Regions from separate parts of the Mus musculus genome. Here all the other regions are linked to region 6. Evidence: chromatin contacts called from public ChIA-PET, Hi-C, HiChIP or PLAC-seq and promoter capture Hi-C data. All regions are on one chromosome and are shown on one strand. The core of a region is the stretch at or near the end of the contact, and the rest is flanking DNA. Distances in the headings are between cores, read along the strand shown.

Evidence for each region. Promoter capture Hi-C pulls out the DNA fragments that hold promoters and counts their contacts. Hi-C and Micro-C count contacts between places; a contact is called where the count stands out from the background. ChIA-PET counts read pairs in DNA pulled down with a chosen protein or histone mark. HiChIP or PLAC-seq counts read pairs in DNA pulled down with a chosen protein or histone mark. Capture Hi-C pulls out chosen DNA fragments and counts their contacts.
Region 1: an HNF4G HiChIP or PLAC-seq map of pancreatic cancer cells shows a contact between it and region 6. The contact joins the promoter of Plin5 here to the promoter of Dus3l in region 6. A contact is called at or near these places in 4 of 39 promoter capture datasets (cranial neural crest, embryonic stem cells, hippocampal neurons and 1 more), 3 of 115 datasets of contacts at active chromatin or transcription factors (bone marrow-derived macrophages, kidney and pancreatic cancer cells) and 3 of 9 other capture datasets (adipose tissue, macrophages and pancreatic islet).
Region 2: a contact with region 6 is called in an RNA polymerase II ChIA-PET map of memory CD8 T cells, with 6 read pairs. The contact joins the promoter of Mpnd here to the promoter of Dus3l in region 6. A contact is called at or near these places in 1 of 484 Hi-C or Micro-C datasets (regulatory T cells) and 3 of 115 datasets of contacts at active chromatin or transcription factors (large pre-B cells, memory CD8 T cells and pancreatic cancer cells).
Region 3: a contact with region 6 is called in a promoter capture Hi-C map of pre-B cells, with 4 times the contacts expected there. The contact joins the promoter of Zfp119a here to the promoter of Dus3l in region 6. A contact is called at or near these places in 5 of 39 promoter capture datasets (the C10 cell line, hippocampal neurons, liver and 1 more) and 1 of 9 other capture datasets (adipose tissue).
Region 4: a contact with region 6 is called in a promoter capture Hi-C map of liver, with 4 times the contacts expected there. The contact joins the promoter of Hdgfl2 here to the promoter of Dus3l in region 6. A contact is called at or near these places in 9 of 39 promoter capture datasets (the 3T3-L1 cell line, the C10 cell line, cranial neural crest and 5 more), 8 of 484 Hi-C or Micro-C datasets (B cells, CD4 T cells, muscle stem cells and 4 more), 7 of 115 datasets of contacts at active chromatin or transcription factors (T-cell acute lymphoblastic leukemia, astrocytes, bone marrow-derived macrophages and 4 more) and 2 of 9 other capture datasets (adipose tissue and liver).
Region 5: a contact with region 6 is called in a promoter capture Hi-C map of liver, with 3 times the contacts expected there. The contact joins the promoter of Zfp119b here to the promoter of Dus3l in region 6. A contact is called at or near these places in 2 of 115 datasets of contacts at active chromatin or transcription factors (bone marrow-derived macrophages and pancreatic cancer cells) and 2 of 9 other capture datasets (adipose tissue and liver).
Region 7: a contact with region 6 is called in a Hi-C map of B cells, with 13 read pairs. The contact joins the promoter of Sh3gl1 here to the promoter of Dus3l in region 6. A contact is called at or near these places in 5 of 39 promoter capture datasets (cranial neural crest, hippocampal neurons, liver and 1 more), 5 of 484 Hi-C or Micro-C datasets (B cells, CD4 T cells, double positive thymocytes and 2 more) and 7 of 115 datasets of contacts at active chromatin or transcription factors (astrocytes, bone marrow-derived macrophages, cardiomyocytes and 4 more).

The regions. Positions count from the first base shown.
Region 1 is chr17:56,115,139-56,118,583 of GRCm38.p6, reverse strand. Plin5 (perilipin 5) reads left to right here and starts at 1,286. Exons shown (of 8, transcript NM_001077348.1): 1 at 1,286-1,501; 2 at 1,695-1,755; 3 at 2,131-2,326; 4 at 2,951-3,033; 5 at 3,311-3,445. The coding sequence starts at 1,458.
Region 2 is chr17:56,007,091-56,010,591 of GRCm38.p6, reverse strand. Mpnd (MPN domain containing) reads right to left here and starts at 1,391. Exons shown (of 13, transcript NM_026530.5): 1 at 1,336-1,391; 2 at 1,006-1,262; 3 at 79-315. The coding sequence starts at 1,342. It overlaps Stap2 (signal transducing adaptor family member 2), which reads left to right and starts at 2,456. Exons shown (of 14, transcript NM_145934.3): 1 at 2,456-3,175.
Region 3 is chr17:55,877,328-55,880,577 of GRCm38.p6, reverse strand. It overlaps Zfp119a (zinc finger protein 119a), which reads left to right and starts at 1,625. Exons shown (of 4, transcript NM_144546.6): 1 at 1,625-1,718. The coding sequence starts at 1,716.
Region 4 is chr17:56,078,370-56,081,853 of GRCm38.p6, reverse strand. Hdgfl2 (HDGF like 2) reads right to left here and starts at 2,223. Exons shown (of 16, transcript NM_008233.4): 1 at 2,028-2,223. The coding sequence starts at 2,099. It also overlaps a transcript of Ubxn6 not described here.
Region 5 is chr17:55,943,273-55,946,852 of GRCm38.p6, reverse strand. Zfp119b (zinc finger protein 119b) reads left to right here and starts at 1,594. Exons shown (of 4, transcript NM_146249.4): 1 at 1,594-1,681. The coding sequence starts at 1,679.
Region 6 is chr17:56,762,984-56,766,415 of GRCm38.p6, reverse strand. It overlaps Dus3l (dihydrouridine synthase 3-like (S. cerevisiae)), which reads right to left and starts at 1,665. Exons shown (of 13, transcript NM_144858.2): 1 at 1,475-1,665; 2 at 624-891. The coding sequence starts at 1,560.
Region 7 is chr17:56,034,808-56,038,274 of GRCm38.p6, reverse strand. Sh3gl1 (SH3-domain GRB2-like 1) reads left to right here and starts at 1,638. Exons shown (of 10, transcript NM_013664.3): 1 at 1,638-1,860. The coding sequence starts at 1,816.

The sequences.
Region 1 (3,445 bases), core at 37-2,536, 650 kb after region 6:
AAGGTCACATGTTACTCCAGTCACAGGGGGTCTGTCAACTTTACTGGCCTCTGTGGGGATCAGGCATCTGTGGATCATGACAGATGGAACATATCAACAAAACACCAGGACACATAGACGTAATAATAATAATAACAAAGGAAGTGGGCCTCAGAAGGCAGTCAGCCGAGCACCCACAGATCTGGGTTCACGCCCAGCACCACATAAACATGTGTGGTGTGGCACATCTGTTGTCTTAGCCACTGGGTGGTGCGTTCAAGGTCATCCTTGGCTATGTGGTTACTTTGAGGCTATCCTGGGCTATATAGTGAGTTCTGGTCAAGTCTTGACTACAGAGAGAGAGTCTGAATCAAACAAAACAAACGGAAAAGACTGAAGAATGAGAAAGTCGCCGGGCGTGGTGGCTCATGCCTTTAATCCCAGCACTTGGGAGGCAGAGGCAAGGTGGATTTCTGAGTTCGAGGCCAACCTGATCTACAAAATGAGTTCCAGGATAGCCAGAGAAAACCTGTCACAAAAAACAAAACAAAACAAAACAAAAAAAAAACAACAAAAGAAGAAGGAGGAGGAGGAGGAGAAAAAAGGAGGAGGAGAAAAAAGAGGAGAAGGAGAAGGAGAAGGAGAAGGAGAAGGAGAAGGAGAAGGAGAAAGAAGAAGAAAAGTCCTCAGTCGCCGGGCGGATTTCTGAGTTCGAGGCCAGCCTGTTCGGTCTACAGAGTGAGTTCCAGGACAGCCAGAGCGATACAGAGAAACCCTGTCTCGAAAAAACCAACCAACCAACCAACCAAAAACCAACCAACCAACCAACCAACCAATCAAACAAACAAACAACAACAACAAAAAGAAAGTCCTCAGTCCTAGTCTGAGGTCAGCCATGGTGACTGGACCAGGATTCAGCGTCCCTGAGCCGCTATGGCAACCATGGCGCCTGTGGGGGGCGGGGAAGCTCCAGATCCACCCCCGGCGGCGCCTCATTGGCTCGCGTGCGGAGGCCCCACCCAGACCTGCTATAAGGACGGAGGGCTGACTCAGGTGGGAGCGCCGGGGGGCGGATACACGCGGGATCTGAGCTCTGCACCCAGGTGAGGGCGCAGGCGAGGGTAGAGGGTGGGGTAGGGATGGCCCTGACCCAAACTCGGCAGGGTGGAAGTGGCGGGGGTGAATGCGAGGAGCCACAGGCACAGCAGGTGGCAGGACCCTTGGCCCAGTGGGCCCGGGCCCAGGACCCAGTTGGGCGGGGCCCAGGCGCAGAGGACAGTGGGACGGCCATGGTGGGGATACATAGGGCATGAGCCCTGAGGTCAGCGTCCCTGTCACCGTGGACAGCTGAGGGTGACCTCGGAGCTCCACGTGCAATCTTTGCCTCAACTTTCCTGCCCGTCAAAGGGATCTGATTCTCTGACCGCTGCCCCCACCTCTGCAACGGGGGCTGGTGTGCGGGTCTGTCCCTACTGGAAATGGACCAGAGAGGTGAAGACACCACCCTAGCGCCACACAGCAGGTAATGACATTTGAACTCATCCTCGTCCCACCAGGGCCCACGCCTGTCCTCCCACAAAGTCATAGATTTTTCATTGTATACCTTCTGTGTGTTGGGCCTTGTACATGCCTTGCTGATGGACCCCAGAATACTCCACAGGGCTGACTCTCAGGGTTTCCCTCTCTTTCTGTGTCTTACCCCCCCCTCCCCCCAGAATGTCCGGTGATCAGACAGCTCAGGACCCTGGATCCAGCCTGGGAGAACTGGACCAGCAGGTAAAGAAGGACGACAGCAGGGGGCTGGGGGGTTCGTGGCTGGGTCCCTGCCCGACCAAGGTCCAGTCCCTTCTCATAGCTCCAGGTGTCACCTATTGTAGTCACTACAGTGATAGCATCAAACTTAGGGTACAATTACACCTGTGGGGAAACTAAGGCCCCAAGCAGTCAGGTCTTTCTCCAGACCTGTGTGCAGGTCACCCAAACAGCCCCCCTTCCCGCCCTGGCCTCATCTGTAGGTCCAGAAGTTGCCCTGTTGCTGTGTGTGTGCTGCATGCTGCAGCCTTTGGTAGGCGACCTGCTTTGTGTCCCCCAGCCTAGCACAATGAAGGGAATCGGGGTATGGCTGTGCCCTGATGTAACTGTTCTCTGCAGAATGTGGTGAATCGAGTGGTGGCTTTGCCCCTGGTCAAGGCCACGTGCACTGCCGTGTCCAGTGCTTACAACTCGGCCAAGGACAGGCACCCGCTGCTGGGCTCCGCCTGCCGCCTTGCTGAGCACTGTGTGTGTAGTGTGACTACCTGTGCCCTGGACCACGCACAGCCACTGCTGGAGCACCTGCAGCCCCAGTGTGAGTCTAAGTCCCTACCATAGTCCCTACCACCTTGGTCTGTAGTCAGTCTCTGCTATCTTCAGAACCAGGTGTCCCTCCCAGGCCCATTCACAAATGCTTCCCCACACCTCTCTTTTTAAAAAATTTCTGAGTTAGGGTTTTGCTCTGTAGCCCAGATTGGCCTGAAATGCTCAGCAATCCTCCTGCCTCAGCCTTCTGAGTGCTGGGATGATGCACCACCACACGGTTTATGCTGTGCTGGGATCGACTCCACACGTAGTGAGTCCAAATCCCTTCTTGGGTCCTCTCTAGGTCCCTAATTCTGTCCACCCCCCTGCCCTTTCCAACCTTCGGGGTCATCCTTGTCTCCTAAGGTCAGGTCACTGGTTCAGAGCTCCCACCTGACTTGACAAGAAACCCTTGACTGACTGTGTGACTGAAGAAGTAGTTCCCTGTGGGCTCCCAACTTTTCTGTTGTTCCCAAGACTCTGAGTCCGGTTGAACTGAGAGACCCAGCAGAGGATGGGAGAAACTGGGCTCAATTGCTAGAATGCCACAGATCCCCTGTGGTCTCACCTTCTCTGCCATGTCCCTCCTGTCAGAAAGCTTCACACCTGCCCACTGCTCTCCCTCTCTCTTCAGTGGCCACAGTGAATGATCTTGCCTGCAGGGGACTAGACAAATTGGAAGAGAAGCTGCCCTTCCTGCAGCAGCCATCAGACATGGTACTAGAGATGACCAGGCCTTTGGGGCACCCCTTAGGGTGAAGAGTGAGGGAGAGTGAGAACTTGGAGGGAATCAGGCATGTATGATGTATCAAATAGGTTGGGCATTGGCTCTGGCTGCCCAGAGGGGGAGGGCTTTAGGGCTGTCTATTTAATGGAGGGAAACTGAAGCACAGAACTAAGGTTCAGAGATCTTTGAGATTTCTTCTCAAGGACTGTTAGGGGTAAACAGAGTCACTAGCCCACAGCATCCAGAGTGACCCCATTTTTCCTGCAGGTGGTGACATCAGCCAAGGATACAGTGGCCAAAAGTGTCACAGGCATGGTGGACCTGGCCCAAAGGGGCCGGCGTTGGAGTGGGGAGCTGAGGCGCTCCATGAGTCAAGCCATGGACATGGTGCTGGGCAAGTCG
Region 2 (3,501 bases), core at 142-2,641, 760 kb after region 6:
CACATCAGACTCTATCTTGCCCCACGGCCTTTGCAACCTCATCCCCACAGCGCAAGGTGGAAGGCACGTACTTCCTACCTCATCGGCCGTAGCTACAGGCATATGTAGCTGGTGCCGGCGAAGCCAGGCGGCCTTGTATTTGTCCAGCTTCTGGCCCTTGTACTTGACAGAGGCCCAGCCACAGCCAGATTTCTTGGCTGGGTTGACGAGCTTCTTGCAGTGTGTGGCCCAGGCGCTGGGTGAGTTGAAGACTTGTCCAGTTTCCTGCCACACGATCCTGCCATCCAGCTGCAGGTCCCCAGTAAACTTCCTGCCCTGCAGCGACAGAGGGGGCTGAAACACTTCAGTCCTAGTGATTCCTAACTCCTTTCTCCCTGAGGCTTGGCGTCCTTGTTCTTCTAAGGCTCCCAAGAGGTACTGTCACAGGAACTCCATCTTTCACACCAGTACTCCTGGCACTCCACACCCAGATGCACAACTTTAAAATTAAGTAATGGCAGCCAGAGCAGGCATAACGGCCCAGGCCTGTCAGCCCAACTACTGGGGAAGCTGAGGCAGGAAGCACACAACTTCAGAACCTGCTTGGAATACTTAATAAGACTGTTCTCAGAGGTAGAACTCCTGCCTAAAATTCCCAAGTGAGGGGTTGGTTGGGTGCAAGGTCAGGAATTGACCCCCTGCTTAGAATCCCGCAGTGAGGGGGCTGGGGGCATAGTCAGGGGTAAAGCTCCCTTCCATTCTTGGTATCACAAAGAGTTTTTTGGGCGATCATTTTAAATAACAGTACACAGTTTTGAAGCCATCATCTTCATAGAGAGCCTGGGAAGGAAGGCCTCATTTTACAGATGGGGAAGCCGCAATCACACAGATTGGTTGCCCGCGGACACACCCAGATGGCAGTGGTTATAGCTATGTGGCATTGTGATTAACACGGTTCCTCTGGGCTTCAGTTTCTCTTTATACGCTAGCAGTGGAGGACATGAACGGTCTCCGGGGGTCGCTCACCAGGTAGTAGATGGATAGCACCCCCTCACCGGGCTCCAGCAGCTCGTCTTTGAGCAGCACCCGAAGCGTGACCGCGCGCCTCGTGAGCGCGCCCCCTAGGGCCATCCCAGGCCCTGCCGTGCCGCCTCCGCTGCCACCGAGGCTGCCGCTGCGCCCTCCGCTACCCGTCCCGCGCTCGGGGTCCTCGGCCTCCGCGTCGTCCTCATCCTCCTCCGGCGCCTCCTCGGCCGTGGCCCCGGGAGACAGAGACTCGGGAGCTGCAGCGAAATAGCAACTGGCTGCAGAGGTCGCGTCCCGCTGCCCCGTCCCCGCCTGCGCGGACCATCCTACCTGCCATGGACGCTGTGTCCCGGCACAGCCTCCTCCGAGTGAACGGGCTCCTCCCCGCGCGGGGACACAGCAGTCTATTGGTTACTGAAAATGGGTGGGGAGGTTTGGCCCGCCGGGGGCGGAGGGGATACGGAGCGGTTGGGTTGTGCTTGCACTGGAGTTGGAGCGATCCGGTGCAATTTGGCGAAACTAAAGCTGGAGGTTGGGGGAGACCTGGAGAAGGAAACAGGCCCAGGACCTTCTCATTCAGGGACTAGAGATACCATACTCGAGGCCACCAGCTACTAGGTTGCAACTTTGATCCCTGAGCAGGAGTGGCTCAGCTTTCAGGAAAGAGATGGAAACCTTAGGTCTTGGGCCTGCCCACGCGCAGTTAAAGAAATGAGGGAAGACCTTGGGACACAAGGGAAACTGAAGCAGATGGTGAACTAGAGGGAAAAACAGACTCAGGACGCCGCCCCCCATCCCCTGCTCTCAGGGGGACTATACTCCCTTAGTGGGGCTGCATCCTGGAGCTCATGATTCCCTCAGCCTACAGCAGCGATGAAGGAAGCTGCTAGTGAGGCTAGTGCGCTAGCTAAAGGCAGAGCCCTTGATGGTTGGGAGCAGGGAAGAAACAGGTTTGTAAGAAATGTAGAGCCGCTTTAGGAAAGCAGCTGCGCGTTATAGCTGGATCGAAAGGTCTGAGCCTGGCCAGCTTTAGCCTTTCTAGGGTTAACTCAGCCCAATGGCAGTTCTCATCAGCCAATCACCAGGTGCCTCCAGCATCCAATCAGCGACAAGGGATGGTTCCCACTCAGCCAATCGGCGTTCACGTGTAATCAGCGAGCGGGAAGGGGCGGTGTTACTAGGCGCCCAAGGCCCTGGGCCTTTGTTCTCATCCTGATTTGTCCTTCATCACAGATTACCCCAACCCAGGGAGGTCTGAAAATCCGGGTGGCCTCAAACTGGGGAAAGAGGCAGGATGCTCTGGAAAGGTCTGAGTAATGAGAATCATTCTTTTTTTTTTTTAAGATTTGTTTATTTATTTATTATATGTAAGTACACTGTAGCTGTCCTCAGACACTCCAGAAGAGGGAGTCAGATCTCGTTATGGATGGTTGTGAGCCACCATGTGGTTGCTGGGATTTGAACTCCTGACCTTCGGAAGAACAGTCGGGTGCTCTTACCCACTGAGCCATCTCACCAGTCCGAGAACCACTCTTCCCTTAGCCCAGGCCACCAGACTTTGGGCTCCATAGTTTACCGCTTCCAAGTCCCGGCACAATATGCAGGTCTAACCATCTTGTAAACAGGCAAAGCCTTGAGAGAGGCTCCAAGTTCTGCTCACTGGACGTTTTCATCCTGTTTATCTTCCACCTCGATCCAAAAGGGACTTTTCTATGATGTAACTACTGCCACATCCTATCCTTGCGCTACAACAGTCCTTGGCTCCCGGCTAATTTTTCTTTTCCTTCCTTCCACTTGCAGTGATCCTCCTGCTCAGCCCCCTCCTGCTTACGTCATAGGCTTGCATCCCCACACCTAGCTCCCCTGTGGCCTTTGACACTTTGAAGCAACTACTGTGGCTTGACAATGTACAGAAACCTAAAGATAACATTGGTTGAAGATAAAGGAAGGTTGTGCCACTCACAGCCACTATCTGGGTCCCCATCTCCACCCTTTTACCTGTGTAAAGTCCAGGTGCCCTAGCTGGGAACTGAAGAAAATGAGTTCACAATCTGTTCTGCCTTTGCCTTTTGAAAATAGCATCTCGCAGGGCAGTGGTGGCCTGTGATCCTAGCACTTGGGAGGCAGAAGCCGGTGGATTTCTAAATTCAACGCCAGCCTGGTCTACAGAGTGAGTTCCAGGACAGCCAGGGCAATTCAGAGAAATCCTGTCTTGAACCTCCGCCACCCCCCACCCCCCCATCCCCAAAATAGCATCTCAGGCAGACCGCACTAGACTCAAGTTACTATGTAACTACGGCTGCTCCGGTCTCTTCCTCCCAAGTTCTGGGAAAACCCAAATGTACTACCACGCCTGGCCAAATTTACAATTACACACTGATCAATTGTACTGGAATTGACCTTAGAGCCTTGTCCTAGCCAGGAGCCAGGTACACTACCACCACAAGCCAGGCGCCCAGGCCCTCTCAAGACCGTTCTTAGTGGGGGGCCTGGGGG
Region 3 (3,250 bases), core at 376-2,875, 890 kb after region 6:
AACTCAAACAAATCAGTAGCCTTCCTGTACTCAAATGATAAACAGGCTGAGAAAGAAATTAGGGAAATGACACCCTTCACAATAGTCACGGTACTATTACATACCTTAGTGTGACTCTAACCAAGCAAATGAAAGATCTGTATGACAAGAACTTCGAGTCCCTGAAGAAAGAAATGGAAGATCTCAGAAGATGGAATGATCTCCCATGCTCATGGATTGGCAGGATTAATATAGTAAAAATGGCCACCTTGCCCCATACAATCTACCGAGTCAATGTAATCCCCATCAAAATTCCAACTCAATTCTTCACACAGTTAGAAAGAGCAATTTGCAAATTCATCTGGAATAACAAAAAAAGTAAAACAAAACGAAACAGGATAATGAAAACTATTCTCAATGATAAAAGAAATTCTGGGGGAATTCACTATCCCTGACCTCAAGCTGTATTACAGAGCAATAGTGATAAAAACTGCATGGTATTGGTATAGAGACCGGCAGGTAGATCAATGGAACAGAATTGAAGACCCAGAAATGAACCCACACACCTATGGTCACTTGATCACACCCTGGTCACCTCCCCTTTGGGGGCCAGAATAGTTGGTGTTTGGGTTCATAGACCAAGCTGGTTTAAACTTTTTTTTTTTGGAGACAGGATTTCTTTGTGTATCCTCCCTGGCTGTCCTGGAATTACTAGGCTTAAACTTTTGATGTCCTGACTCCACTTCCCAAGTGCTGGCATAATGAGCCAGTGCAACCACTAAAGGCTGGGAATGTGTTAGTGTTTTGGCTACCAGTGTTTAGCTGAAAGAAGTGTGAGCAATTTAGATGAGTCTTTTTAAAAATGGATGATGCCTGGTGAATATCAACCAGGAGGTTTAAATTTGACCTGGATAGTCTGGATGCTCTTTTGGCTGTGAGGCAGGTGGATCACTCCACTTGAGGTTGTTTAGTGATCTGTGTATGCTAGAGACCTTGTGCCTAGATTAAGGAGCCTCCTGAGTGCAGCAGAGCAGGGACGACTGTGCAGTCCTGCTGTTAGGAAACATAATGGAGTGAGGTGAAGTAGCTTTGGCAGATCGAGCTGAAGTGTGTCCTGAGAAATTACGCCATGCATCTGGTGTAAAAAAGCTTTATTGGGGGGTGGGGGTTGGGGGACTGAGGTCCTGGCGAAGGGACAGAGGCAGAGAAGTGGGCATATGACAGGCAGAGAGAGAAAGGAGCGCACACCGGGAACAGAGAGACGGCCTGCCGAGTAGGGAGAGAGCTCCGGTGGCTGGTGGGTGGATACATTCATCCTGAAACAGACCGGGCGCGCCTGATGGCATCGGCAGGTGATGGCATCTGATGACAGAAGTCTCTGCTAGGTCCCCGAGAGTAGGCTTGTGGACCTGCCTGTACGCTAACAGGCGCAAGTTCTATGGCAATGCCTGTCTCTCCGCGTCTGAGACAGTTCTGTGCCTGAGCGGACACCAGGACTGGGAACCACTGTGCTGTGATACTTCACAGCCCTCGGTGACTAGGGGAGCTGTCACTCATTCCTTACTAGCCAATCACGGCCGCATGGATCCGCTAGCCAGAATGGGGAGAGCACTTCCGTTCCCTAATACTAAAGGTTCGGGCTCGGGTCTGAGGGAGGCTCTTGTGGTTCCGTGTCCTGGTCTGCCACCCGCTGCCGGGAGCTGTGAGGAGAGCGGGGCGAGCTCGGTCTCCACGCCATGGTGAGCGGGGCCGCCGTCCCCACGCGGGGAGGAGCCTTGGGAGACTGTGTGGGGTTCCTCCCGGGGTGCGGGAACCGGCGGTCAGACTCGCCGCCCGGCGTGATTGCGTTTGTTCACCTGAGGTCCCTGCACCTCCGGAGCGGAAGCCGGACGTCTGACTTCGATCCCGGGCTGCGCCTGCGCAGAGTGTGGGGCGCGGGTCCTGGAGTGAAAACATCCTTGTTGCTGACGTCACCATGCAGTGAGCGCCTCAGCTGCTTTTCCTGTGTCCAGGGAAGGCAGATGTGCTGACATGGAGAACCCTAGTTTCTCCGGTGTCTTCTACAAGTTCTGCACTTGGCACCTGAGGTTCTGATGTATGATCCGTCCGCAGTTAATTCTGTGCAGATGCAAAGTGTTTGCCATCGACACAGACTTGTAGATGCCTTGACCGTCCAGTAACGTGTGTTAGTAAGGCCAGGCTCACTGGGTTTCCTGGCCTCTTTCATCAACATTTACTCTATTTTAGTTGTGTGTTTTTTTTTCTTTTCTTTCTAAATTTTCTCTCATGTTCTGTTGATCTCTATTCTTTCCCAGGAAGTACTGTGCAGGCAGGTTTTCCCGGTTCTCTGAGAGAACTGGGTGGGGAGGGAAACAAGGGATAATAGCGAGCAATCAGAGAAAAGATACACACTTAAACCTGAGTTTGCAGGCCTCCAATTGTTTAATTTCTTCTTAGACAAGTTAGGGAAGGTTATTTTAAGGAAGCCTGTAACCCCTCTAGAGGAGTTAGTGTAGAGGAGTAAAGCTTTGTTCTCTTTATTTACTAAGACCAAACCTTCCTTGTTAGTTAGAAAAGACCTGTTCTGTCCCATAGTAAGGAGAAGTCTGCCTGCTCCTTCTGCTCTCTGCAGCTCTTTTTTTTTTCTCTTCCCTCTGCATTCTGTACATTGCTCTCATAGTTGTTTTTTTTTTTTTTTATGTTATCTATGGTTTCTAAGTTGTTCCACTCTGTATTCTCCTTCTAATCTTGCTCTCTCTTTCTGTTCAGATGTCACAAAAATGCTCTTATTCTCATTGCCTATATGATTTGATTTATGCCCCACAGGGTTGCCTTGGTCCAATCTTTCCTTCTTTGTAAAGGAAAAGTGTATTCTGAGCCCATGCATGTTGAGAAGTTATACTTTTTGTTTATTTTGATTTATAGAATTTGTATATTTTGAGTTTATATGATGTCAAAGTCAAGAGATTGCCCTTAGTATTCGACGAAACTTTAGACATTTAAACAGTGTTGGGACTGTGATATAATATGGAGATCTTTGAAATGAGAATAATTACATTTTGAATTATTGCTAGACTAGGAGCCTGTGATGGTTTGAATATGCTTGGCCCGTGGGAAGTGGCACTATTAGGAGGTTAGAGCCTCATCGGAAGAGGTGTGGCCTTGTTAGAGGAAGAGTGTGACTAAGAGGGTAGGCTTTACGGTCTGCTACAGCTCAAGCTTCACCCAGTGTAGAGAGCCTTTTCTTAGCTGCCTGTGGAAGAAAGTCTCC
Region 4 (3,484 bases), core at 974-3,473, 690 kb after region 6:
CCTGGCTGTCCTCAAACTATGTAGACAAAGGTGGCCTGGTACTTGTCTCTGTCTCCTCAGCAATGGGGATTGGGATTGAAGGTAAGTACAACCATGCCTGGCTATGAAACCTGCACACTTATGTGCATCCTACTAACCTGTCTGCTACCCACAGTGATTATCTTTCCACCAAGAAGAAAGCTGGGCCCCCATACAGGTACTTAGGCCGAGCCAGGTCCAGTATAGTCCCCTGAAGCCCCTGGGGTGGGCCTAGGTTCAGCTTCTCCCCACTCCCGGGACTAGCCAATGACTGCCCCTCCTGGAAAAAAGGCCCAGTCTGTTCTTGTCCCAGAGGTAAATCTGGCAGCAACAGGGATGGAGATTTGGGGGAATGAGGTGGAGTGCTGAAGGAGCCAGGCCCAGAGCAACCCGGAAGTCCCACCCTCTTTGTGAAAGCCCATGGGTTCCAGCAGCTGTCAGTCACCTTCCCACAGGATGCTAGTAGCCCCTTCCCCTCCAATCAGGTGCTTGGAACTGTTCTCTCAGTGCTGGAGAAGGCTGGGAAGGGGGAAGGGACAAGAGCTTCATAGAGAGCAGAGGTAGACTAGTGAGGGCAGTGGCCAATGTAAAGTTTTGCTCCCCAGTCACCCCACTCACAGTGGGATTTCCCAGTGTTTAGCCACCCACCTCATCAACGCCGGGGGATGGCTGGATCCTCCCTAGCCTGCTCCTCAAACTCTGGTCCCTGGTGGCTGGATGCAGGATACCAGATGCAGAAGCATCCTCAAACCTGCCCTGCCGAGCCCTGCCAGGCTGCTTCTCCCAACGGTCCCACACCTCAGGAACTTATGGGGCCCTCTGGTCCTGACCTCTAGGAGTTACCTCCTGGGCTGGTTCCTGTTGAGCTTGCTCTTTGGCATCCCCATGGTAACTCCCTGCCGTATGGTCTTCCATTCCCACCCCCATGCAGACACAGCCAATCTAGCCTCTGTACTAAGACCTAGAGGCAACAAAACTCTGTTTCTATGCAACTGAACATGTGCACCAGGACTTGCAACGCTAGCCACCATCTGCACAACAAAAATTCCTTCAGTCCTGACACATGGATGCAGCTAACTTCAGCCCTGGAGTGATCTCTGTCCCAAGTCCTGGGGGCAGCAGAAGCCTTTGGGTCTCCGTGTATGTGCCAATTTTTGCCAGGGCCAGAATTCTACCACCTGCGCACCCAGGCTCTAAAAATCTACACTGCTTGACTCCAGCTTTCTCAAACAGGAAACCTCAAAGCCTCCTACCTCCAGCTTGAAGCTGCCTGTTCTCAGGTAAGCTACATACAGCCCACTGAATCCCTTTAAGGGCCGGACTCCAGGTCCCCAGAAAAGCTTTCTTCCAACCCTTGCCCTCATTTAGGTCATAGAGATAAGGTCCCTTTCCTTCCGCTGTATCCCGCTCCCCCATCCATCACGCGCAGCCTCTCTGGAAGAGACTCTTCCCATCATTTGACCCTTCCACTCCAATCCCAACGTGCCCATGTACCCTTTGAGCCCCACTACATCCCTCAGGCTCCACGACCCTGGGATCCCCTAAACGCATTTCTGACCTCTGGTACATTGGTCTCTCAGGCCCTGGACACCAAACCAAGTGACACAGGTTCCGGAGGAGGTCAAGGCTAGCACCACGGCCGTTCTCTGCAGGACTGTGGGTCTCTGAGACTCAGGACCTCACCATGCAGGTTACTCAGACCAAAACATTGCCACACCTCAATTCCAAAGGACCACGGGTCAGAGCCAGGATCCGGAACAGCGGAACACAAGTCCCTCAGACCAGGGACCTCCCCGAAGACGCACCAGACCCCAGGCACTGTGGTCCCGGAGGAAGGAGATTCCTCAACTCCAGAAAACCACAGTGCAGTCACCTGAGCCAGCAGCCCCAACCTCTCCTCAGCCTCCATTCCAGCCTCCCCGCGCGCGCCCGCCCGCCCGCCCGCCCGCGGCCCCTCTGCTCGGGGCCGCCAACTCCGCCGGGCCCGTCCACTCCACGCGCGGCCTCACCCGGGCCGGCCAGTGCGGGTAGCCCTTCATCTTGGCAAACACCAAGTCCCCGGGCTTGAAGGCGTGCGGCATGCTGTCGGCGGAGGCCCAGGCCGCGGGAAGCAGCAACGGCGGTGAGAGGCGAAGTCAGAGGCGGGAGTCGGACGCCTGAGGGGCGGAGGCGTCCGCACGGGCCGCCGGCCGGCGTCTACTTATTGGGTTCAGCACGACCGGAAGTCCCGCCCTCCCTTGGCTAGGGGCCGCCGTCGCCGTCGCTCATGACCACAGAGACGCGCGCGGGCCAATAAAGGGAGGGGTTGGATCAGAGCTAGTTAACGGGATTGGATAACGGAGCAGAAGCCAAGGGCGTGGACTAGGAGCCAGTGGGTGGGGCGGAGGGTGTCGGAGGTAAAAGACGAAAGGTTTAAGCGGCTACTGGGTGGAGCCTAGAGAGGAATGATGGGCGGGGCTTAGGTTGGGGATCGCTCAGGGGCGTGGCTCGCAGTCAGGATGTGGGGCGGGGTGAAGGGCATTAGACGAATTAGACGCAAAACGGACAGGGGCTTGACAGGGGCGTGGCTTAAGAGCTGCATGAGGCAGTGGCCTGTGGGTGAAAGGAAGACTGAAACTAATGACAAGCAGTGATGGGGCGGGGCCTAGCGAGGCCGGAACATACATAACAGTACTGAACAGGCCTTTGGACTCGGCCAGACGAAATATAAACAACCAATCAGCGTAGAAGACGGATTAACGACAGCCTTCCAAAAGGGCATCAGTGCAACTATGAAGCCCATTGGCTATAGCTCGACCAATGGCTGGACATGAAGACAAGTTCCACAGAACTCAGCAAACTCCCGCCAGGAGTTGGCAGAGGAAGGGGCGGTGATCAAGAAAGGTCAGGGCTGAGAAGGGGGCGGGACAGAGCTCACTTGTTTACTTTCATTATTTAAAATTTTTTTCTTTTTTTGTTGTCTATAATACATTACATATTTTCACTTTATACTTACAGCACCTTTATACTTTGACATTTTGCATTTTAATTATTCTTTTTGTTGTTGTTTTTTTGAGACAGGGTTTCTCTGTGTAGCCCTGGCTGTCCTGGAACTCACTCTGTGGACCAGGCTGGCCTGGACCTCAGAAATCCGCCTGCCTCTGCCTCCCAAGTGCTGGGATTAAAGGCGTGCGCCATCACTGCCCAGCCATTTTAATTATTCTTAATTTTATTTGGAGACAGGGTCTCACTCTGCTGTCCTCACTGGTGAGTGGGGGGTGGGGACAACTCCTTATATAGACCAGACTGGCTTCGAACTCACAGATGTACTCTTGCCTCTGTCTCCCCAGCTCTGGATCAAACATGTGTGCCACCGTGCCCTGCCTTAAAAATCTGTGTGCTGCCGGGCAGTGGTGGCTCACGCCTTTAATCCCAGCACTTGGGAGGCAGAGGCAGGCAGATTTCTGAGTTCGAAGCCAGCCCGGTC
Region 5 (3,580 bases), core at 345-2,844, 820 kb after region 6:
TATTCCCTATCATGTAGCTGTCATCTCCAATCTCTCCTACTCTTTCTTTCTCAGCACTAGCTGTCCATGAATTGATTCTTGGGTTCCTATTTTCATATGTGTTTTTGTTTAGGTTGGAGGTGGGTCTTTGGGGAGCTAGGCCTATCCAAGGCTTTCTCAGATGCCCCGATGAAAGCACCAAGGGATCATTGCTTTTGTGACCTCTCCAAGAGCAGACTTGGGAAGGTCTGGTCTGGTGCTTGGGCAAGCATCTTGAAGGAGTCAAAGGAACCACGGTCTTCAGTTATCAGTCTCATGGGTATCAGTCTCATGGCCAGTGTGTGCTCACTATGAGGTATCTATCCTGTGTCCTTCTAGCCAACATTGCTAAATTATCTTTCTGCTGACTGTCTCATTCTCCACCTATAGTGTATCAGAGCTGTATATCATCTGAAAAAACTTGCTTAACATGAGCCATCATGTTATGCAAGACATAGTGACCCCAAACTTTCTATTTTTGTCTTCTCCTCCCAGGTTCTCACCCTGGTCACCTCCCCTTTGGGGGCCAGAATAGTTGGTGTTTGGGTTCATAGACCAAGCTGGTTTAAACTTTTTTTTTTTTTGTGAGACAGGATTGCTTTGTGTATCCCTCCCTGGCTGTCCTGGAACTACTCTTTATACTAGGCTTAAACTTTTGATGTCCTGACTCCATTTCCCAAGTGCTGGCATGATGAGCCAGTGCAACCACTAAAGGCTGGGAATGTGTGTTTTGGCTACCAGTGTTTAACTGAGAGAAGTGTGAGCAATTTAGATGAGTCTTTTTAAAAAATGGTTGATGCCCGGTGAATATCAACCAGGAGGTTTAAATTTGACCTGGATAGTCTGGGTGCCCTTTTGGCTGTGAGGCAGGTGGATCACTCCACTTGAGGTTGTTTAGTGATCTGTGTATGCTAGAGACCTTGTGCCTAGATTAAATAGCCTCCTGGGTGCAGCAGAGCAGGGACGACTGCAGTCCTGCTGTTAGGAAACATTATATAGTAAGGTGAAGTAGCTTTGGCAGATCGAGCCGAAGTGTGTCCTGAGAAATTACGCCATGCATCTGGTGTAAAAAAACTTTATTGGGGGTGGGGGTTGGGGGACTGAGGTCCTGGGGAAGGGACAGAGGCAGAGAAGTGGACATGACAGACAGAGAGAGAAAGAAGCGCACACGGGGAACAGAGAGACGGCCTGCTGAGTAGGGAGAGAGCTCCGGTGGCTTAGGTGGATACATTCATCCTGAAACAGACCGGGCGCGCCTGGTGGCATCAGCAAATGATGGCATCTGATGACAGAAGTCTCTGCTAGGTCCCCGAGAGTAGGTTTGTGGACCTGCCTGTACGCTAACAGGCGCAAGTTCTGTGGCGATATGTCCCTGTCTCTCCGCGTCTGGGACAGTTCTGTGCCTGAGCGGAGACCAGGACTGGGAACCACTGTGCTGTGACACTTCACAGCCCTCGGTGTCTAGGGGAGCTGTCACTCATTCCTCACTAGCCAATCACGGCCGCATGGATCCGCTAGCCAGAATGGGGAGAGCACTTCCGTTCCCTAATACTAAAGGTTCGGGCTCGGGTCTGAGGGAGGCTCTTGTGGTTCTGTGTCCTGGTCTGCCACCCGCTGCCGGGAGCTGTGAGGAGAGCGGGGCGAGCTCGGTCTCCACGCCATGGTGAGCGGGGCCGCCGTCCCCACGCGGGGAGGAGCCGCGGGAGACTGTGTTGGGTTCCTCCCGGGGTGCGGGAACCGGCGGTCAGACTCGCCGCCCGGCGTGATTGCGTTTGTTCACCTGAGGTCCCTGCACCTCCGGAGCGGAAGCGCGACGTCTGACTTCGATCCCGGGCTGCGCCTGCGCAGAGTGTGGGGCGCGGGTCCTGGAGTGAAAACATCCTTGTTGCTGACGTCACCATGCAGTGAGCGCCTCAGCTGCTTTTCCTGTGTCCAGGGAAGGCAGATATGCTGACATGGAGAACCCTAGTTTCTCCGGTGTCTTCTACAAGTTCTGCACTTGGCACTTGATGTTCAGGAGTAGGATCCGTCCGCAGTTAGCTCTGTGCAGATGCAAAGTGTTTGCCATCGACACAGACTTGTAGATGCCTTGACCGTCCAGTAACGTGTGTTAGTAAGGCCAGGCTCACTGGGTTTCCTGGTCTCTTTCATCAACATTTACTCTATTTTACTTGTGTATTTTTTTTTTTTTCTGTCTAAGTTTGTTCTCATGTTCTGTTGATCTCTATTCTTTCCCAGGAAGTACTGTGCAGGCAGGTTTTTCCGGTTCCCTGAGAGAACTGGGTGGGGAGGGAAACAAGGGATAATACAGAGAAAAGATACATACTTAGATCTGAGTTTGGTCAGGCAGTGGTGGCGCACGCCTTTAATCCCAGCACTTGGGAGGCAGAGGCAGGTGGATTTCTGAGTTCGAGGCCAGCCTGGTCTACAGAGTGAGGTCCAGGACAGCCAGGGCTACACAGAGAATCCCTGTCTTGAAAAAGCCAAAACCAAACCAAACAAAAGAACAACAACAAACAGAAAAAACATAACAAAAAACCCCTGAGTTTGCAGGCCTCCAATTGTTTAATCTCTACTTAGACAAGGTAAGGAAGGTTATATTAAGAAAACCTGTATCCCAGCCAAAGGAGTTGTCTCTTCCCTATTTGGAAGAAATATTTTCTATCTTTTGTCTATCTGTCTGCTTATTTTTTTTTCTTGCTGTTTATATTTTCTTTCTTTATTGCAGCTGTTTGAGGTTTTGATGTCAGGTTATCGCTGTGTTTAGTATATGTCCAGTTTTGTGTGTTGATTATTTTTTTCATTCTTGGTTACTTATTTTCATCAGTTTCCTTTGGTATCAAAAATGGTGACACTTTTTATTGGGCATTTGTTGAATTTATAGCTCAAATTCTGCATTGTGATATTTTAGCATACTAGCCAAGATGGCAGCATACTACACAGTTGCTTTCTACTCAAGGTTAGGTCATTTCCTGCTAAGGTGAGGCCATCTTCCATCTTCTCAAAGGTTAAATGTAAAGTGCTACAGCCTTTTCCTTAGAAATACCCTTTTACGAGGTTGGCATAAACATAGAAGGAGATGGTACCTATGTCATGGTCTAGGCAGGTAGACCTCCCCACAGTTATGGAATAGAAGATAGATGTCCATGGCCTCAAGCAGAGACAGTTGATTCCATCCTTGTCTTACCATATAGATTGTATTGTGGAAGGCACGCTTTGTCATCTACCTATTTTACCTTCTCAGTCCTCAGACTCAAAGTATTGCTTTGCCTCATGTTATTCCAATTGAGTATGATCTGAGCTGTGATCAGACAGATCTCCTTGTTGGCTGGAATGTAAGACTTCCACATTTCAACTAGTTAAATAGTTGAATCACATTGAAAGCCTTGATAACCTTGTGTTGCACGTCTGCACAGCTAGAAATGCAGCTCCCACACGGCATCATCTACAACAGTCACACTTTAAGCACGCGAGAGAGTGCCTTCATTGCTTCCTCCTGACCTCATCCAAGGTTTTCCAGGTTCCATGAGGGAATGGTGCAGGGAGGGAAACGAGGAATAAT
Region 6 (3,432 bases), core at 416-2,915:
GGGTGCGATGCTCTCTTCTGGTGTGTCTGAGGACAGCTACAGTGGACTCATATACATAAAATAAATAAATCTTTAAAAAAAAAAAAAGGGAGGCTGGTGAGATGGCTCAGTGGGTAAGAGCACCCGACTGCTCTTTCAAAGGTCAGGAGTTCAAATCCCAGCAACCACATGGTGGCTCACAACCATCTGTAACGAGATCTGACTCCCTCTTCTGGAGTGTCTGAGGACAGCTACAGTGTACTTACATATAATAAATAAATAAATAAATAAATAAATAAATAAATAAATAAATCTTTTTAAAAAAAAAAGGTAAATTGAAATAGCTGAGCACATCTTTAATCCCAGAACTTGGGAGTGCTCTCTGAGTTCAGGACCAGCCTAGTTTACAGAGTGAGTTCCAGGTCAGCCAGGGCTACACAGAGAAACCCTGTCTCAAAAAAACCAAAAATAAATAAATTCAAGTGTGATGTGTAGATAGGCTGAGGGTCAATGACTTTGAAGGCAGCACCAGGGGCCAAGGCAAGGCACTACTAGGTCGAGTCCCTGTAGGTCAAGGGTCATATATATTTGTCACAGCACAGCATCTTCAGACTTTAAGCCAAGCCTGTAGAGCCACCCCTCACCTGGAGGAAGGACGGGCAGAGCCTGTCCTTGTCGTAGTGTGCTGGCTTCACATGGGGCCGGCTTTTGTTTTGGCCACGGGCCCTCTTGGGCACCTGCCTTTCACGGGATTCAATTGCCACCTCTGTCTTCCCATTTTCCTGCCCATCTTCCAGGCGAATTCTTTTGGCCCCTGGCTCAGCTGGGTCTCCTGTGGGCACTTCCTGGCATGCACCCTCCTGCTTGTCTCCATCCAGATATTCGTGGAACCGTTCTTTGGTTGTGCGGTACCTGCCAGAGCGGGAGAGGCTCGATGTGCACAGGGAAAGGGGCTTGGGGGCTAATGCCAAGCTCACGTGCTCCTGCTTGCAGGAAGCTTTCCCTACTTAGAACCAGCCAGTTTTCACCCAGTGCCACGGGGACACCTGTTTTACACTTGAAGGAGCCATTTGTGTCTCTGCTCTGAGAACTGAATTGCCTTAAGGGTTGCGACACACAAATATCAATATCCTTGGTAGGCTACGAAGGAACTACAAACCCCAGCATGCTTGGCAGCGAGACTCAAGCTACCACCCTTCCCAGGTCTTTCGCTGCGAGCCATTTTTTTTTCCCTCGTGGAGACTACAAGCCCCACCATGCACCTCGGGCCCTGCTTCTGGTTCCCCAAAGCTGCCTATGTGCACAGCCGGCCTCATGGCTTGTGACAACCAACACATGTTACACTCGTGTGTCAGCAGAAGGTAGGTAAAGACTTTGGCGCCTCCGGGATGCCGCTCTCCAGGATGCCGCCACACCTCCCAGCATGCACCACTCGCACCCGCCACGGACGCCGGGAAGGCCACATCAGCTTCGCTGACGGGCGCCAGCGACTCACTGAGCTTTAATGGGCGCCACCCCCCGTTCGCACGCGCCAACCCCGGAGTCACCGCCACCACCGCTCTCCGCTGCCGTCTCCGCCATCGATGCCCCTCACACCAGCTCTGGAGTGTGGCAGGAAAGTCTTCCGGGTCGCTCGTGTCCTCTGGAGCCTACAGAAAGAAATGCGCACGCTCAGACTACAGCAATGCTGCTAAGGCGCGCGTGCGCACGACCGTGGGGGCGGGGGGGGGGGGGGCCAAGGCTGCGCAGGAAACGGAAGTGCTCAAGGGTCCCGGAGGGGTTCTTGTCGGTCATCCGTGGGTCACTCTTGATCCGTGGAAGTGAATCTGGGGGTGTGGGTGTGGGTGCAGCTCACACTCACCTACTCTGCTTCTGTCCCTTTTACAAACGAGTCTGTTATTTTATAATAAAAAACCGCAGCCCGAGCGGTGTTGCGCACGCCTTTAATCCCAGCACTGGGGAGATCGAGTCAGGTGAATCATGAGTTCGAGGCCAGCCTGGTCTATAGAGTGAGGTCCAGAACAGCCTGAGCTACTCAGAGAAACCGTGTCTCAGAAGACAAACAAAAAATACCAACAGCTTTGAAGGATCAAATGACTTCACGGGGACACGCTGTCCTTTGACAGTGCCCTTCGTGAGCCACTGTGGCCCATAAACGCGTGGCAATTTGAATTATTTTTATTGTACTGCCTTTTCTTTTCTTTTTTCTTTTTTTTTTTTTTTTTGAGACAGCGTCTCACTATGTAGCCCAGGCAAGCCTCAAACTCAGAAATCCTCCTGCCTCTGCCTCCCAAGTGCTGGGATTAAAGGTGTGTGCCAGCGTTACTTTGAAAGTGACATTTACTCATCTATTGTGTGTGTGTGGGTCTCCTGTGTGTCACCCTTATGTGGAGGTCATATGACAATGGGGGGCGGGGGTCCCTGCATCCCCATGTCGGTCCCGGGATTGAACTCAGCCCCTTGAGCCTGACATCAGGCACTTCTCCGATCCTGCAATTACTATTTTAATAAAAATGTGCTTAAACATGTAAGAACAGCACTTGGGTGGATCGGGAGGTAGTGTTTTGTTTTTGTTTTGGTTTTTTTTTTTTTGGGGGGGGGGGAGGGGGTCGAGACAGGGTTTCTCTGTATAGCCCTGGCAGTCCTGGTGTTTGAGGCCAGCCTGAGCTACATGTCTCAACCAAAGCCAAGTCAAACCAATCAGTATTTAAATTTATTTAATTCATGGAGATGGGGGTCTCACCCTGTAGCCCAGGCTGTCCCGCAACGCACGAACTAGACTCTGCTGGTTGTATAACATAAGGGGAAACAGGCCCAGAGAGGTAAAGCGATTAATTAGCCTTAGACCACAATAGCACCCTGTTTGCGCCATTGCTCTCTACCGTCCCTACTGGGCAAGATGGGAATAACAATGCATTTTAAGGCTGAGGCTCCTTTGTAGCGTCTACAATTGGGTTGTGATAAGGACACGCTCTTGGAAGAAACAGGGCTGCAAAGGGCAACGACAGAAACAAGATCCCTTCCTCAAAGCAACTCCGTCCTCTTCTGTGCAAGGCAACCCAGGCTGGCTTCCCGCAGGAGGCGTGACAGCCTGGCAGTTGATAACTGTGAAACCGTACAGACCGTTAACCATGAGGTGCAGCATTCATGGTGATGTGAATACAATGGTGCTGGATCCTTACGGGGAGCTCAGCAGCTAGTGAGGGTTTACTGTCCGCCAGGCCCGGTTCCAACCCTGAGCACAGACTAGCATCTGGGCCTCCATTTCTCCTCCTACCCCACCCCTAGTCCTTCCGCGTCCAAGGATGACCTACTCCGTACCCTTTTGAGAACCAGCCTTCCGTCCTAGTCTCCTCCAGGTACACCATTCCACCTAACACGGAAAATAGAGCCCCCCCCCTTTCCTCCTCGGCCAGTTTCCACACCCGAGTCCCCTGGCAACGTGCCTCCGGG
Region 7 (3,467 bases), core at 389-2,888, 730 kb after region 6:
TGTAACAGTTGATAGAAGGGTTAAGGTACATATGTCAACCTGGGGAGACTTCATTGAAGAGATATTGTCTTAGTTAGGGTTTTACTAATGTGAACAGACATCATGACCAAGGCAACTCTTATAAGAACAACGTTTAGGGGGCTGGAGAGATGGCTCAGCGGGTAAGAGCACTGATTGCTCTTCCAAAGGTCATGAGTTCAAATCCCAGCAACCACATGGTAGCTCACAACCATCCTTAATAAGATCTGATGCCCTCTTCTGGTGTGTCTGAAGACAGCTACAGTGTACTTAGATATAATAATAAAATAAATCTAAAAAAAAAAAAACAATGTTTAATTGGGACTGGCTTACAGGTTCAGAGATTCAGTTCATTATCATCCAGGCGGGAACATAGCAATATCCAGGCAGACATGGTGAAGGTGGAGCTGAGAGTTCTACATCTTCATCTGAGGGCTGCTAGCAGAATACTGGCTTCCAGGCAGCTAGGATGAGGGTCTTAAAGCTCACACCCACAGTGACACACCTACTCCAGCAGGGGCACAACTTCTAATAGTGCCACTCCCTGGTCTGAGCATATACAAGCCATCACAGATATCATTCAATTAGAGTCCTCTTTCTGTCTTAATGATGAGAGGAAGCTCACTGCAGGGCTAATGCGCAAAAAAGCAATGATGTCCTATAGCTGGTACATGACAGGAATGAACCAATGGAACTCGAAATAGGAGATAGCTACAGTCTGAGCGAACTATTTTGAAAATATGTTTCTAGTGGGGCTCATTGGTGCACACCTGTGATTTAGCACTTGGGACGTGGAGGAGCTTGGACAGGAGTTCAAGGTCATCCTTGGTTATACAGTAAGTTTGAGGCTTAGCCTGGGTTATGCAATATCTGCTCTGAAATAAAGTTATGAAGAAGGAAATAAAGGACTCTCTTTTCTAGTTGTATCCTCAGCGATTTATTAGAAGGGAGACACTGAAGGAAGGACCCCAGAGAGAAGGCTGGTGGCGTGTTAGCATTTGGGCCTCTGCCGGGATTAAAGGCGTACATGCATCACCACTGGCATACCTCATATTAATTTTTAAGTTATGGGTATATATGTGACCCGGTGTACTTGAGAGCAGTTGAAGGAGGCCAGGAAAGGGCTGTGACCCGGAGCTGGAGTTACAGACAGCTAGCTATGAGCAAGCAGCCTGATGTGGATGCGAGGAACTGAACTCCCGATGTCAGCCAGGGCAGCAAGCACTTTTACCTGGAGAACCAACCGTTCCTCTAGCCCCTAAGATATTCCATTTTACCTCGCTTTGTCTTTATTACACTCTCGCTGGCAAATTCCGCTCCGCTTTCTCCACGCACAAATAAAATATTAATTAATTAAAACTGACTTTTGGCTTTATATCTACTCCTGGACTCTAGAGGGAGCTGCATCATGCGTACACGCGCACGTACACAGATTTCTGGCCTCTCTAGGCGCCCCCTCATCTCGTTGGTGTGGGAGGGTTTCCGCCGTTCCTCCCCCGGCAATGCTCTTTCTGTCCTCCAGGGGGCGCGCACGCGCAGAGAGGCGGAGCGCGCGCAGATGCCGTTGTAGGGTGGGGTGAGGCGATATGGGGGCGTCACCGGAAGTGTGCGGTTGCCATGTAATATCCCGGCCGCGCGTGCGCGCTAGCCGGCCGAGGTGGCTTCGGGGCGGGGGCGCAGAGCTGGCAAGCTGATTTGGCGGTGGCGGCGCCGACCTGCGCGCGGAGGAAAGAAGTCGGTTCGGCGGCGCCGGCGGAAACCGGAGTTCGAGCGGGAGGCCTGACGGCGGCAGGCGGCATGTCGGTGGCGGGGCTGAAGAAGCAGTTCTACAAGGCGAGCCAGGTGAGGCGAGGCCAGGCGATCTGGTCTCGGGCCTGCCTTTGGGGACCGCAGACGAGCCGAGCTGGCTTCCCTTGGGCTAGCGGGGAAGGGGAGACCGGGTCCCCGTGCTTTGAAGAGGGACACCGGGTGTGCGCGTCTAGGCGGCTTTCAGAAAGCTCTGGAGGGCCGGCGAAAGGGCTTCATTGAGAGGGGCTTGCCGCCAGGCTTTACAACGTAAGTTCGATTCCTGGGATCGCAGCATGGAAGGCAAGCCCCCCCCCCCCCAAAGTCTCCAGGCTATGCTTCCGAGACTCTCACCACATAGCCTCAGGCCACAGAAAATGTTTGTCTAGGTTGATATCCAAAAAAACCAAGTCCACACAGGGCTTAAAAAATAATCAGTGTCCCATTCTTCTTTTCCCTCTCCGGTGTCTGTAAGACGGATTGAAAAAAAAAAAACCTAAAAAACCAAAAACAAACATTCTCGCTCACTGGGTGTTATACATCATTAATCCCTGCACACTTGAGGCAGTCAGGTAAGCAGATCTCTGAGTTTGAGGCCAGCCAGGGTTACGTAACATAAGGAGACCCTGTCTCAAAAATGAAAGAAAAATCTCTTGGTAGACACTGTGGCAAGTTGAAAAGAGACAGTGAAAAGTAATTTTCCAGGCTTCTGCAGTTTACAAAATGTGTCAGGTTTGTGTCCCTATTTCTAAAACATATGTATGCTTCTTTGAAAGATACGTTTTTGTTGGCTGTACCATACTATAGATTCCTATAGGTACTTGGTGGTTTGGGTTTAGTGTTTAATCGATCCGATCATGACTCTGAACTGAAATTCTCCTTTCTGGTTGTGTTGACATTCAGGAGTTCTGTAGGGTGGGCATCCTGGCCTCCGTTGTATAAACATTGAGAACCCTACCCCAGGCAGGCAGGCGCTCCTTTCAGACATCCTATAGTGTAATGTCCCTCTGGAACTTTTGGGGGGTTTTTTGAGGCCAAGTTTTGCTCGTAGTCCAGGCTGGCCCAGAATTTTCCATCTTCCTGCCTCTCAGGCGCTGGGATGACAGGATACCTTTGTGTGTTGAAGGTTTTATATTTGCCTTGAACTCCTGGGCTCAAGTGAGCCTGTTCCCTCAGCTCTGTCAGGTTTCTGCTTGAGAAAACCCTTGTTGTCTCATCTCTGTCTCAGTCAGGCCAGAGTGGCCTCATAGTCATTATCCTCCCGCCTCTGCCTCCCGGTGCTGAGTTACAGATGTTTGTCACCAAACCTCAGTGGCCAGAAGTTCGTGACTGAGTTTTCTCCTGTCTGTTTTGAGTTTCTTTTCTTCTGCCTTTTCCTCCAGGTTGCTAGATCGATTGTGCTCGCGAGTGCGCTCTCTCTTTCTCTCTCGTTTGATGGATGTTTGCTGGGGTTGGAGCCCAGGACCTCAACCACACTGGCAACAGCTCTACCCTGAGCCATGACCTCAGCTTGACATGCATTTTACATGGGACACTGCTGGAAAGCCTGGCAGGCCTGTAACCCCAGGCCCTCTGGCCGCTGAGGCAGGAGGATCAAAAGCCAAGTGAGTTCCAAGTGAAGCCTGTGGAGCCAGCTTGGCTGCTATGTCTGATACCCTAGAGGT